Regions from separate parts of the Drosophila melanogaster genome. Here region 1 is linked to region 2. The links are chromatin contacts, called in public targeted proximity ligation maps. All regions are on one chromosome and are shown on one strand. The core of a region is the stretch at or near the end of the contact, and the rest is flanking DNA. Distances in the headings are between cores, read along the strand shown. Region 1 holds the start of Serinc (Serine incorporator). Region 2 holds the start of CG43295.

Region 1 (6,254 bases), core at 202-2,701, 310 kb after region 2:
CCTCAGCCTTCTCCACTGCGGGGGCGGCAGCTGGAGCGGCCGCTGAGTCCGCTGGCGGGGCCGCTGACTTTTCCGGCTCCTCTGATTTTTCCGCCGCCGCCACTGCGGGCGTTTCCTCGGCGGGTATTTGGGCCACTTCGCTTGCCATTTCGATTTGTTGCTTTTGTTTTTTTTTTTTGTTTTTCTTTACTTTTCGATCCGCTTTTCTTTTTGTTAGCTACTCTTGCTTTTCGCTAATTGAAGTTGCGCTTTCTTTCAGCTAAAAAGATTTCGGCTTCGCACTTTTCCTGCCACTCGCACACATACACACACGCGAGAGAGAGGGAGAGCTAGAGAGCGAGAGAGAAACCACCACTGCGATTCGTTTCGTTTCGAACTCGGATTCGGGTTTCGGGTTTCAGCTGCACGATAGGATATCTTGGCTGGATGCGATTCGCTTTCGGATTCGGATGGATTCAGGAGCCGCTGTCTCGACACCGCCGCAACCGCTCTCGGGAGTTTGAAAATTTGAAATGAGCGGATTCGCGTTGCGAAGGCGAGCTAGCGTTGCAGGCAGTGTGGCCAGATGCCGCGTGCGAACGTATTCTCGAATGCAATCGGCCGAGTGCAGATGCACTAAAAATAACCCACTTCCAGTGACTGGAAATTAAGATCAAGGAATAGATTTTATAAAAACTTATATGAGTAAAAATTTTAAAATTGTGGAGTCAACCTAAATTATAAGCAACTAATTTATAACACAAGTAAAGAATGATATTAAGTAACTTTTTAAATAATATTCCATTATGCTTACGCTCAATTTATGAACAAATGTTTTCTCGATCCTTAGGTAAAGTTTCGAGTTTCGCGACTAGATTTATTAAAATTAAGAACATCTCCATTTATGTACACATTTAAAGATTTATGAGCGGTAATATTAGCTGGTTGACTGAACAGATACCCTTTTAAAACTACTATCAATAGAACCTTTTTCTGTATTACCTATTTCGACTCTATCAATAACTGTTACAATAGTTAAGTTAATTCAAAATATAATATTAGTTTATGATTTAATTCACAAAAATTGATCTGAACTTTCTCTCTCATTCAGCTTTCAATAATGTTTTATGTTTATTTATAACGTTTGTTAGTTTATTTTAGGAGACAAACTATTTTGTTTTGAGAAACTGCAAAGCGCCATCTGGGAGGGAGTGGCAGAAGTTTTGAAATTTGAATAGGGAACGGATGGCACCTCCCGACTTTTGCAGAAATCAGCATGGCAACTGTGGAAGTACAGAAAATTGCAGTAATTTACTTCAATTTTAAAACTATAAATTTTAAAATTTGAAACATATTGAAAAATTTAAGACATTGAAAGAGCATTTTTAAAATGCAAATATGCGAAAGAATTGATCCCATTTACTTTTAAATTTACAACTGCTTACGATTGCTGAAAAATATCGCCAGCCGCTGTATTCGATAGTCACTATAGGCAGTAAATAGTCCATCTCTATCATTTTCACAAACAAAGATTTGTTTAATTTAATAAAAACGCAGTTTGACTAAAGTAAAAATCTAAGTTTATTGCTGCAACAATGGGAGCTGCTTTGGGCATCTGTTCAGCCGCTCAGGTAAGAAAATTGCGAGCTAATTAGCCAGGTAAAATTCTTTACATTGGCTACAAATCAATAAAAGCAGACATATGTTTCAAATGCGGAGAAATTCAACATTTTATTAATTTCACAATACTCATGAATGCTGCTATGATTTTCATCTAAAAGAAAGATTTAGCTTGCAATTTGAGCTATTAGATACTTTAATGAATTTTTAAATTTTTAATAAGTTGAAAACAATATGAAAAATGTATTGCAAACTTAACTTTCGATGGTTGATCATTCAATTAATCCGGATTATTGACAAAACTTATTAGCAAGTTGGATCAAATAGAATAATTCTTCAATTGCGTCTCCATTTAATACTTAATTCTTGCATTTCCAGTGCGCCATGTGCTGTGGAGGCACTGCAGCCAGCATGTGCTGCTCCGCCTGCCCGAGCTGCACCAACGCCTCCTCATCGCGCTTCATGTACGCCTTCATCCTCCTGGTGGGCACCGTACTGGGGGCGATTGCGCTGTCCCCTGGACTGCAGGACACCCTGAAGAAGATGCCCTTCTGCATCAACTCCACCTCGTCGTATAGCTCGGGAGCACTCAGCGCTGTCTCGGGAGGATCTCTGCAAGTCGACTGCGAGTATGCACTTGGTTACATGGCAGTATATAGGGTTTGCTTTGGCATGGCCTGCTTTTTCGCTCTGATGTCACTGATTATGCTGGGTGTGAAGAGCTCCAGGGATCCGCGTTCGCACATCCAGAACAACTTTTGGCCACTGAAATTTCTGATCTGCTTTGGCGCTGCGATTGGAGCCATCTTTATTCCGGATGGATCCTTTGGTCCGGCCATGATGTGGGTGGGTCTAATTGGTGGCCTGGCCTTCATACTCGTCCAGCTGGTCATCATTGTGGATTTCGCTCACTCGCTGGCTGAAAACTGGATAGGTGAGTCATGTTCCGGCCCATCTCCCAAATGATTCAACTCGCTAATTATCGAATTCTTTCAACAGAAAGCGCCGAAAACAGTCGTGGATACTACTATGCCCTCGCTGGGGTCACTCTTTTGTGCTATATCTTATCGCTGACTGGAATTACCTTGCTTTATATCTACTTCACCACCGTGAGTGTCGTTTCTATGGCTTATTTACTTTGTAATTAGCATTGTTTTTATATTTGTAGAGTACTGGCTGCGGCATCAACAAGTTCTTCATCTCCATCAATCTCATATTCTGTCTGGCGATTAGCGTCATTTCGATTCTGCCAGCTGTGCAGGAACGCTTGCCCCATTCTGGCCTACTGCAGAGCTCCCTGGTTACCTTGTACACGGTGTATCTAACCTGGTCGGCAGTGGCCAACAATCCTGGTAGGAAAATGAATCCAGAACCCTATATGTGTATATCTCATTTGGTTGTTTTGAATCAACAGAGAAAGAATGCAATCCAGGCATGTTTGGCATGATGGAGGGATTCGGCAATGCAACCACCACGGCAGCACCGCCCACCCACACCACCAGGGTCACCTTCGATACGACCAACATCATCGGACTGGTCGTCTGGTTGCTGTGCATCCTGTACAATTGCATTAGCTCGGCGGTGGAGGTATCCAAGATCTCGCACGATAATAGCGAGAAGCGTGGTAAGTGTTCTGTTTCCATTCGCCGTGCTCCGTTCGCATTCCCAGCGATTACCACATTTCCACAGTTTGCATCACGCATTCATTCGATCGCTTTGCCCTCACTTTTCATTTTCCTCGCTGTACAAAAAAGAAAAACCCAAGCTAATACTGGTTATTAACACTCGTTTGCTATTGCCGCTTTGTTTATTCTTTATTTTCTTTTCCGACTAACCCAACTAATCCCCACTTGGTTATTTGGTACTCGAAACTGTGTGAAAAATATGGCCAACTGGCGTTCCTCTTGCACTCTGATTAATGTAGTTTTAACAGAAGCTCTATCAGACACAGAGGCGGGCACGGATGGCAGCGGAAAGCCGAGCACCGACACCGAGACCGAAGGCGTCACCTACTCCTGGTCCATGTTCCACTTGGTCTTCGTCTGCGCCTCGCTCTATGTCATGATGACCCTGACCAACTGGTACAAGTGAGTAGCAACAGCACTTATCGTGCTAGGAAAATATAATCCCAGCAATTTTTTATTCCCACAGACCTCATTCGGAAATCGAGCTGTTCAACGGCAACGAGGCTTCCATGTGGGTCAAGATCGTCTCCAGTTGGCTGGGTGTCTTCATCTATGGCTGGAGCCTTGCAGCGCCCATTGTTCTTACCAATCGCGACTTTAGCTAAGCGATTTTAGTATATTAACGTCTAGGAATGGTGCTTAAACGAGCAAAACGAGAATGCCAAAACGGAACGCGGAGAGGAAATAGTATCCGAAACTGATGCAGATTAACCATACACAATTTTGACTCTACATGTGGTGTCTACTCATTGATCTTATTCTCAAATTGCAAAAGTTATCAATATATAAATTAATCTATTATATATACATACAAATACAACAGAACTTAACCAAATCACTGATGTTCTTCTAAATGCAGACTTTCCTTGGGCAGAGCTTCTTTGAGTCGTTCGAGAGTGACGGATTTGCCTAGGATCTCCATCATTTCCGCTACGCCAGGACCTTCTTTTAGGCCACTTAGGGCTGCTCTTAGTGTTTTCATCATTAGTGGGAATTTGATGTTTTCTTTTTGAGCAAAGGATTTAAGCTTAACGTTGAGTTCATCCTTGTGAAAGTCCTGGATAGCGTTGATTAACTGCAGCAAGTGAGCTAGTTGCTCTGCGGTCAGGTCTTTAATTTGAAAATCGCTGGGTTTCACCCACAGGAAACTCAGTTTGCTGCTGGTCAAATCTTGGAGCAGTGTTAAGCGCTTTGATGACCAATTCAGCACATCCAATATGTGCTCCTCGGCTAGATCTAAGTTGGAGCTAAAATAGAACGGGAGATTAGTTAGATATGTTTATGGTGCATTCAATGTTTGGGCTTACTGTTGCGGATAGGCTTCTTTCACCAGCTGTTGCACTTCATTGACCAATTTCGTACGACTCTCATTCCCAGACAAACGCTGCACAATCTCCAGGCGATTTAGATCATCGAGCAGTTCGGGATTAAGGCGACTCGGATGGGAGTTGACGCGCTCTATGTGAAACTGCTCATGGAGCGCCTGCATGCTGAGCAGCTGCTGCTTGGCATTGGTACGATGCTCGAATCCTCCGCCTGCAGAAACCACATAGTTCACTAAAGCCTGCGGAAAGTAGCCGCGTTCCCGAAAGTGCTGAATGCCAATGTCTCCTTGACGTTTGCTTAGCTTGGTGCCATCTGCATTCACCAAAAGCGGCAGGTGACCAAATTTAGGGGGCTGCCAGCCAAAAGCTCTGAGAAGAGACATATATATCTCTAAATGGACAGAATCATAGAGAAAAAACATCAATGAAACCCACTTGTAGAGCAGCAAATGCTTGGTGGTGGATATCTGCCACTCCACGCCCCTCAGGACGTGGGTGATGCCCATCAAATGGTCGTCCACCACGTTGGCAAAGTGATAGGTGGGAAATTGATCGCTCTTCATGACCACTGGATCGCCTTCGTTGTCGCTGACATTGTGATGCACCTTGCCGTAGATGAGATCATCCAGTGGCTCCTCGTGATCCGTCAGCTTGAATCGTATGCAGTAGGGTGTACCCTTGGCCAGTAGGGAATCCACTTCCGAAGTCGTTAGATGTCGGCACTTGTTATCATAGCGTGGAACTTGCCGGGTTCTCAGCGCCTCCTTACGCAACAAATCCAGACGGCGTTCGGTGCAAAAGCATCTGTACGCGGTGCCATTATGGAGCAGTTCTTCAATGGCTTTGCTGAGAATTAGAAGGCGTCTGTGTAATCGAATCTTCTTGCCTGATGTATTCATTAATCACCTGTAAATTTCCGTTCGCTGACTCTGCACATAGGGTCCCAGTTGACCGCCAAAACCGGGTCCCTCGTCAATTTCTATGCCTGCCCAGAGCAGATCCTCCACCAGTCGTTCACTGGCACCGGGCACTAGTCGAGTTTGATCCGTGTCCTCGATCCGCAACAGGAATTTTCCGCCCAAATGCCTGGCGTACAGGAAATTGTACAGGGCTGTGCGCAGACCGCCCAAATGCAGGTAACCCGTGGGACTTGGGGCGAAGCGGACGCGCACCTGGCTGTGGGCGTGGCGCAGGCACTGTTGCATCAGCATTCGCGGATTTATCTTTAACATATTTATGTATTTTAGAAATAAAATTCCTATGCCGGTTTTTTGTTTACCCCAAACAGCTGATCGAAACTAGAACTGTTAACTCGCATATGGCTTAACAGTGGCATAACAGCAAGGTGTCTTATTTGAATTTTTCTGATTGAAAATTTTAAATTGGATATTTTTCATTGTTTTCTTAATTGTTTTCTTTGAATTTCATAATATTATGAATGCAGAAAAGGCAGTAAATCGTAAATACTTATTTTTGAGCGCTTTATTAAAAAATGCATTTTCTTTACGAAGAGGAATCAATAAATTAGCAGCAATTTCTGTTTTGTGAACATTCGGCTTAGTTGTAAGTATTACACGGCTCAGGTAGGTTGGCGTTGAAAGTTTTATTTAATGGAGCAGTTGGCCAGCTTGCTGGAAAGCTTTTC
Region 2 (6,924 bases), core at 2,304-4,803:
TGCACCGTACAAGTGAGTAGATACGTAATACCAAAGACTCTATTCTAGTGTAATACTTTTTAATGAAAAACCTATTCAATATTAATATCCAATAGGGCCCTCTTCGTTCACGGATTTACCGTGGATGAGAAAGGATACAAGATGTCGAAATCTTTGGGAAATGTAATTTCCCCAAAGCAGATAACCAAGAAATATGGTACGGATGCACTGCGTTGGTGGGTTGCCTCCCATGGAACGCAGCACATGTCCATTACAGTGAGCGATAAGCTACTGCAGCAAGCGGCAGAAAATCTATGCAAGATCCGCGGAACTATGCGATATTTAAAAGGCGTAATTGGAGAGAAACAATCGGGGGAGAAGCTTATACGAACTTCGGATAAGAGCTATCTTAATCGTTATTTGTTAAGCCAGCTGGTTGAATTTGAATCTGAGGTAGGAAATTTTGTTAATCTTAGTTTTTCAACTAATCATGTCAATCGCTTTTAAGGTGGAGAAGCTATACCAAGCTTATGAGTACAATCGTGTTGTCGCCTGTGTCCAAAACTTCATTGCAAATCAGGTGTCCGCCGTCTATGTGCATCTCATCAAGGATCGTCTTTATTGTGGTGATGATCACGAGCTACTGGCCATTCGTCAAACTCTTACCCACTGCTATCAACAACTCTGCAAGAGCTTATGGCCCATTGTTCCCTTCCTGGTGGAGGAAAGCTGGAGCTACTATGACACCACAGGTGGTGCATTCCACGAGCAAATTGTTCAGACTAATCCTGAATGGCAGGACACCAAAGCCACTGAAGTGATTAATGCAGCGTTCGATGTTAAACGACTTATTAACCAACAGGCTGGAGATGTTAACACCTGGCACTTGGCCGTGACCATCAAAGGAAAGGAAAGAAGCCAGCTGGATTTGCTGCGAGAACTTCACAGCCCTCTTGGAGAGTCTGTGAGCAATTCTGAATTATGCGAGATATTGCAAGTGGGGTCAGTTACGCTCTTACAGTCCCATAATAGCGACTTGGATATTGCTTTAAGTAAACTTCAGATATCACTGTGCCCACGTTGTCGTCGCTATGGTCTGGAGGATGAGCAGAAAACGTGTCAACGTTGCTCTGACGTTATGGAGGCAAAGAACTAAGCGTAATGATGTGTTGTTATTTAGGTGTAAGGAATACATTTATGTTTTTAAAAACTCTGTAAGCATTTCATGATGGTGTCTCGCAGCTTGAGCCGGGTTGTTGGCTTTCCGCCGCAGATAATATGCGTCTCGTTGTCCTCGAACTTAATGACTGTGTCCTCATTGACAAGGTTCAGAGTCAGAGCGCCGCCAGTGCGGTCTAGCTTGATGTTGGAGAAGCCATCCTGTGCCAGCTTCTTCATCACTGCATCTACATCAATGCTGCCATACTCGTATTTGACGTTCTTCAGCACATCCTCCTTTGTCGGAGCGCTGTTGCTCGAGATGGTCTCGTCTTTAACGCTATCCGCACATGGCTGGATGCAGTGGACCTTGTCCTTAACTTGCAAAACTCCTGTCAATGTGGAGAAGGTCACGCCGGCCGCCACCTCCTTTGGCGATATCTTTTGGGCCAGTTCCGAGGTAATGTAAATTCGATCCAGCTTCCGTTTTAATGGCAGACGTATGATCTCGCCGCACTTGAACGTTATTATCTTCTTATCCGGCTGTTCAATGAACAAATTTGGGGCCGAGGGATGTGGTTTTGTGTATGCCTCTGGGATGACAAGCACATTTGGTTTCAACTCCTTGATCAGCTTATTTGCCTGCTGATAATTCAAAGAGGTGTCGATGGGACAGTAAAAAGCCTTCATGGCCAGTGGTTGGAAGGGCGCCAGTACTTGCAGATACGGAAAGTCCGGCTCCGTGAATATGATGGAGTTGTTAGGGTTATTGCCCCACATCTCGATAAAGTGAACAGCGTCGCCGAAACGCAAGCTAGGATGGCCACAAAAGACCACGCAGGGCTGTAAGGAAGACAGAGAATTTGTAGTATGAAGTTTTCACAATTATGTTAGACAAACCTGCCGGAAGTCCTTGCTAAAGCCCTCGGAGAACACATGGTTATAGTGCTTCAGCTTGTTGTTGCGAAGGTAAAAGGCATGTGGGAAAGGATCGTCTGGAAGATACACTTTGTTCTGCTTGGCGGAACTAAGCCACTCGGCCAGGATATTAGAATACGCCAAGGAGCTGTCTGCCACAGGGGAAATAAAGAACATGGGAACATTGTTTAGGCCAGCGTTTTCCAAATTCTGGGTGAGGCACTCAAAGAGGTCATAGACAACGCCCGAAGGATAACAGGGAATCAAGGCAGACCCATTGTTGCGGATCGTCAAGGCCACATTCATGCAGAGCTCGCCCAGCTTCGTGTCCGGATTTACCGTCGGCGCCTGCGTCAGTCCGGTCATAATGAGTACATCGGCGTGCTTCAGCGCCGACTGATTGATGGGCCGCGGATGTGTGGTCAACGTGGAGGAACCACTGACATAGCAAATCTTTTCATGCGCCGTGCTCAGTACCCAGTTGCTCGAGCCCAGGCAGTAGCCCGAGCTGACAGGAGTGGCGATAAAAGCTCCGAGGATGTCCAGCTTCTCGTCGTAGCCCATGATGGTCACCTTGGACAGACTGCCTTGGACATCCTTAAGACTAAAGATAGTGCGCCACTTCTTGGCGCGAAAGGCTTCGCTCAAGGGACTGGGCAGCAGATGAAGCTTCTCCTTCCACAAGCGCGCGGTGCACGCCTTGGGCGACACTTCGATATAGTCCACCAGCTCCTCCAGGAAAAATCGGCCGATCTGCAGCGTTGGCTCCGTGGCATAGACTTTGCCCTTGAACCCCGTGTTTTCCGTGATATACGGCAAGGCCAGCATATTAAGATAATTCGAGATAAGTATCACATCCACTTCGCTGAAATCCAGCATTTTGTCCATGGGTAGATTAAACTCGGGCGTCGAGTCCACGAAAACCCGGCCACAGCAGTCCTTCAACTCGCCATCCATTTGGGGATCATGATCCCGACTGGGCACGAAGTTGGGCAGATTGGACCACTTCAGTGACTGAACGAAGGGCAGCGGAAGGAAATTCAGGACTGTCTGCTCCGTGAGACCGCAGTCCAGCATAATCCGCAGGCCCTTGAAGGTAATGATATAACATGGCTTGGCCAGGTCCCCGCTGAGACAATACTGCAAAGTGGATAGTCACTTCCGCTAATTAAGTTGTTATTTACTTCTCAGGATGACTTACCAATCGCATTTTATTAAACCGACAGTGCCGATTAGACGATGCAAGTTTGTTTATATTTGGACCAGGGATGGGGAACGATTTGGTTCACTTATGAACCGGAATCAGCACCCGGCTAAATCATTAACCATAGGTACCAAAATTAGTTAATTACAAATTTTGGTAAATGTTTTACTACTTGTTAAACTGTAGTCATCACGCTTTAACATTTGTGCAACCACATTTTTTTCACTCCACTTGTTGCAGTGCTGTTGGTTTCCATCCCTGGTCTCTTTATTTGGTTTTTCGCAAATTTGAATAATGTCCCAGCAAATTCGCGTGGTACAATGCATTCAATGCAAAATGTACCAGGTGAGTGCAAACAAACTGAAATATATCTTAGAACTCAATAACTACTTATATATATATACCTAATTTAAACAAGGTGGACTTCGTGAAAAAGGCAAGCACATGGCAGTGTAAAATTTGCCGCCAAAAGCAAAGTTTGCTCAAGGAATTCTTTCGAGGATCGGCAGCGGAATGCCGGGTTAAGGTGCAGCATCTCAACTTAGAGCGCGGAATGCAGGAGGAATGTCTGAACACGGGCTTATTCCTCACGGCAAAGCAACAGCTCGAAGAGGAGAAAGACTGCCAAGAAAAAGAGGAAAACACCACACCTCAGAAGAAAACAAATAAATGGGCAAACTATGTGGATAATACCATTGAAACTACTCAAAAGCCTGCAGCAAAACCTACGAAAACCGATGAACTTTCCGACGAAATCTCTATGAACTTTAAGAAAACCAGGAACACAGGGCCACGATCCTCTAAACGTTCCGCTGAAAATATGCCAACAGTTACTAAGAAAATTTGCTCTAAGTGGAACGACTTCTTGTAATTCCTTAAAAATTATATATCATATATATAAATATATATTTGAATTAATTTCAATTAGAACTTATTTATAAAGCGAAGAATATTATCAGTGCTAGATTATCTCCAATTAAGATTTCCAGTTACGTGAATGAATTAAGCTTATCTTTATTAAAAAAATAATTTAATTATAATTGTTCAATACGTTTTATTAAAATCCGCTTCGTTCTAGTATTTGTGTATATGAGTGTGAGGGCCATAATGTTCACATTCAAACTGAATACATTGCCTTGCCTTGCACTAATGCTAGAAAAATACAAGTTTTATGATCCACTAAATATTGTTAGTTAAAGTTGGGGTAATTTGGGATTCACTAATCGCCGATTGGGCAACATGTTGGACATGCTTAGCTCCTTGTGCCCCAATCGGTTTGAATACTCGTGTATAGATTAGAGTTGGTTATAGTTAAGTGACGCCTGGTCGCGCTTTTATCTTGAGAGAAATTGTAATATTAGTAGCCGACTACGTGTATATAACCTATTCTCGCCGCTTAGGTGCTGGCAGGAGTGCCTCCGACACCCTCCTTCTTGGCCACCTTCTCATCGGAGCCGGTCTCATCGATGTCATTGGACTCGGTCTCCGTGCCGGGTGCACCACCTGCCTTGCCCGATGACCTACGTCGCTTGCGGTTGACACGCCATGGACGCATTGGAAACTTCATCGCCGGCAATGGCTCCATGCCAAGCACTTTGTAAATCTGTCGAAAGGCAATGTAGCGCAGGAAGAGCTGTGCGGACACAGTGAGATCCTCGCGCTCCTGTTTGGTCAACTCGAGTAGAGCGTCTGTGGGGTCCTTCTCGCAAGGATCCAGCAGGCCCGGTCCGTTGATTAGAAAGCCTGACGATAAGGCCTCCATGATGCGACGCATGCAGTCACCGGGCGAAATGGGAAAGCCAGCCGACGAGATGACCTTCTCTACGAGGAGCTCCAAAGACCATTGGGGCAGCGATTGCCAGGAAGAGACGCGCTGGCACAGATCCCTGAGGATGCGTATGACCATGACGCACGACTGGAGGCCTGTCGCTCGAGCCTGGAACCATTTGGCGTGACGCAAATCAGCCAAAGCCTAATAAATTCATATTCATTCATAATTAGTTTGTGATTTTTCTAGTTGCTTTTTGGCGAAACTTACACGTAGGCAGGGCTCACGAGGCAGGAATTCGGAATCGCCCTCACCTTCATCAGTGGTGGCAGCTTCCCCGGGATTGGCATCGCGCAGCAAAGGCGAGGTGAGGGTAATCTTAACGGAGACAGACTCATCCAGCACAATTAGGGCGGCTTCCTCGGCGTTGACCTCCACGCGGTAATTGACCTGAGTGTCGCCTGAAATCAAGAGAGCAATGGAGAAAATGTGACAAAGACGTTTTCGCAGGAAGCTCAATACATCGAAATACTAGATTCGACTTGGAAAAAGAGACAAACATTGTGGGTGAAACAAAATTCCAGTGTGGGCCCGCAAAATACACGTATGTATACATCGTAATATAGTGATTAGCAACAATTGAATATAGATATATATTGATATTGTTCAAATGGGGACTTGATGCACGGTATGAAAAGCACGAATAATGTTTGTTTCTTCCCACGATCCTCGTATTCGCTCGGCTCCCAGCAAACAGGAGATTCGTTCGACTTGCGTGCTGGGATCGGTATCTCCGTTTGGGGACTCGTAAACGGAATTGCAAGCTCGAGACTCGGACTCGGCGTCATCCACCCGTTGCAATTCCACTTAGAGCGCGCACTTCACTGTATTTTACTGAATTTCGACTTGAAATAACTTGATTTCTTTTGTTGGTTAGTTTGCATTAAAATATTGAACGAAATTTATGGCTGCGGGAAACGTTGATCGACCAGACGTCTCTCGTCTTCAGTACTCTCCATTCGCGGTGCGCAACGCAAATTTCGGTCGCAATTTTTGTTTGCATTTTTAAATATATGTATATAGATTTTCTATATTGGACAATCAAGCTTGATACACACAATTCGGCCGCTTGGACATATATATATGTATACGAGATTACTGAGTATAGATATATTTGCTTGGTATCGAGTGAAAGATGAGGCAGGCAGCACGCACATCGGCGCTGCAATTTTGGCCCAAGCACTCGCATTTGCATATGGCAATTGCGTCTCGTGTGTGGATCAATCGCATTGCTTCTTGGCGTGTTGTTGTGTTGTTCAACTTCTTGGCCAGGCCATCAAAGGACTTTATTTACACAAAGTTTCATCCGGAATCGAAACGAGGGCGCGCAAACTTTGTATAAATATATTCCTTTGGTTCGAATTTCAGTTGGTTAAAGAGTTTGGTTTTGACTGTTTCATCAAGGACACCACACCACATCAGACTGCAGGAGGCTGGACTTGTGGCACCGAGTCCGCGCTTGTTACCGTGACGATCCGCTGTTGGTGATTTGATTGGAGTGGAGCGGAGCAGTGCAGCGGCAGTCGTGCGGGAAGAGGAGCAACCTGGGAGGGCTGAGCTACCGCTACAGATGGCTAACTGAACGACACACTCAAGACTCTAGGCTCACAGAGCTTCTAGGCTAAGGCTCAAGGCTCGAGGCTCGAAACTTATCCTGCAGAGAGAGAAGCTGAAAACGGCAAATACGTTTTTATTCGCAATTAGTTGCTATGTTGGCTGGGGCGTTGGGCGCGGTTTGGCGGGCGTGGCAATCTATATCCACCGCAACAACAGGGCTCAACTCTAGTTGTCCTAGTTTCTATGTACAATAATTTTAAATAGTTAAATTTGATTTATT

Evidence for each region.
Region 1: a targeted proximity ligation map of the Kc167 cell line shows a contact between it and region 2, with 3 times the contacts expected there. A contact is called at or near these places in 1 of 107 Hi-C or Micro-C datasets (the Clone 8 cell line) and 1 of 7 datasets of targeted methods (the Kc167 cell line).

The regions. Positions count from the first base shown.
Region 1 is chr3L:16,411,271-16,417,524 of dm6, forward strand. Serinc (Serine incorporator) reads left to right here and starts at 1,452. Exons shown (of 7, transcript NM_140636.3): 1 at 1,452-1,610; 2 at 1,978-2,533; 3 at 2,599-2,708; 4 at 2,768-2,951; 5 at 3,014-3,223; 6 at 3,524-3,686; 7 at 3,751-4,116. The coding sequence starts at 1,575. The coding sequence ends at 3,889. fax (failed axon connections) reads right to left here and starts at 558. Exons shown (of 5, transcript NM_079382.7): 1 at 1-558. The coding sequence starts at 148. GluRS-m (Glutamyl-tRNA synthetase, mitochondrial) reads right to left here and starts at 5,907. Exons shown (of 4, transcript NM_140637.3): 1 at 5,516-5,907; 2 at 5,045-5,455; 3 at 4,592-4,978; 4 at 4,022-4,531. The coding sequence starts at 5,841. The coding sequence ends at 4,120. It overlaps TyrRS (Tyrosyl-tRNA synthetase), which reads right to left. Exons shown (of 4, transcript NM_140638.3): 4 at 6,079-6,254. The coding sequence ends at 6,213.
Region 2 is chr3L:16,102,299-16,109,222 of dm6, forward strand. CG43295 reads left to right here and starts at 3,554. Exons shown (of 2, transcript NM_001259859.1): 1 at 3,554-3,604; 2 at 3,678-4,130. The coding sequence starts at 3,554. The coding sequence ends at 4,130. IntS9 (Integrator 9) reads right to left here and starts at 3,329. Exons shown (of 3, transcript NM_140581.4): 1 at 3,257-3,329; 2 at 2,038-3,195; 3 at 1,134-1,980. The coding sequence starts at 3,265. The coding sequence ends at 1,183. It overlaps Zn72D (Zinc-finger protein at 72D), which reads right to left. Exons shown (of 6, transcript NM_001274995.1): 5 at 5,298-5,488; 6 at 4,296-5,231. The coding sequence ends at 4,656. IleRS-m (Isoleucyl-tRNA synthetase, mitochondrial) reads left to right here. Exons shown (of 6, transcript NM_140580.2): 4 at 1-12; 5 at 96-432; 6 at 488-1,184. The coding sequence ends at 1,135.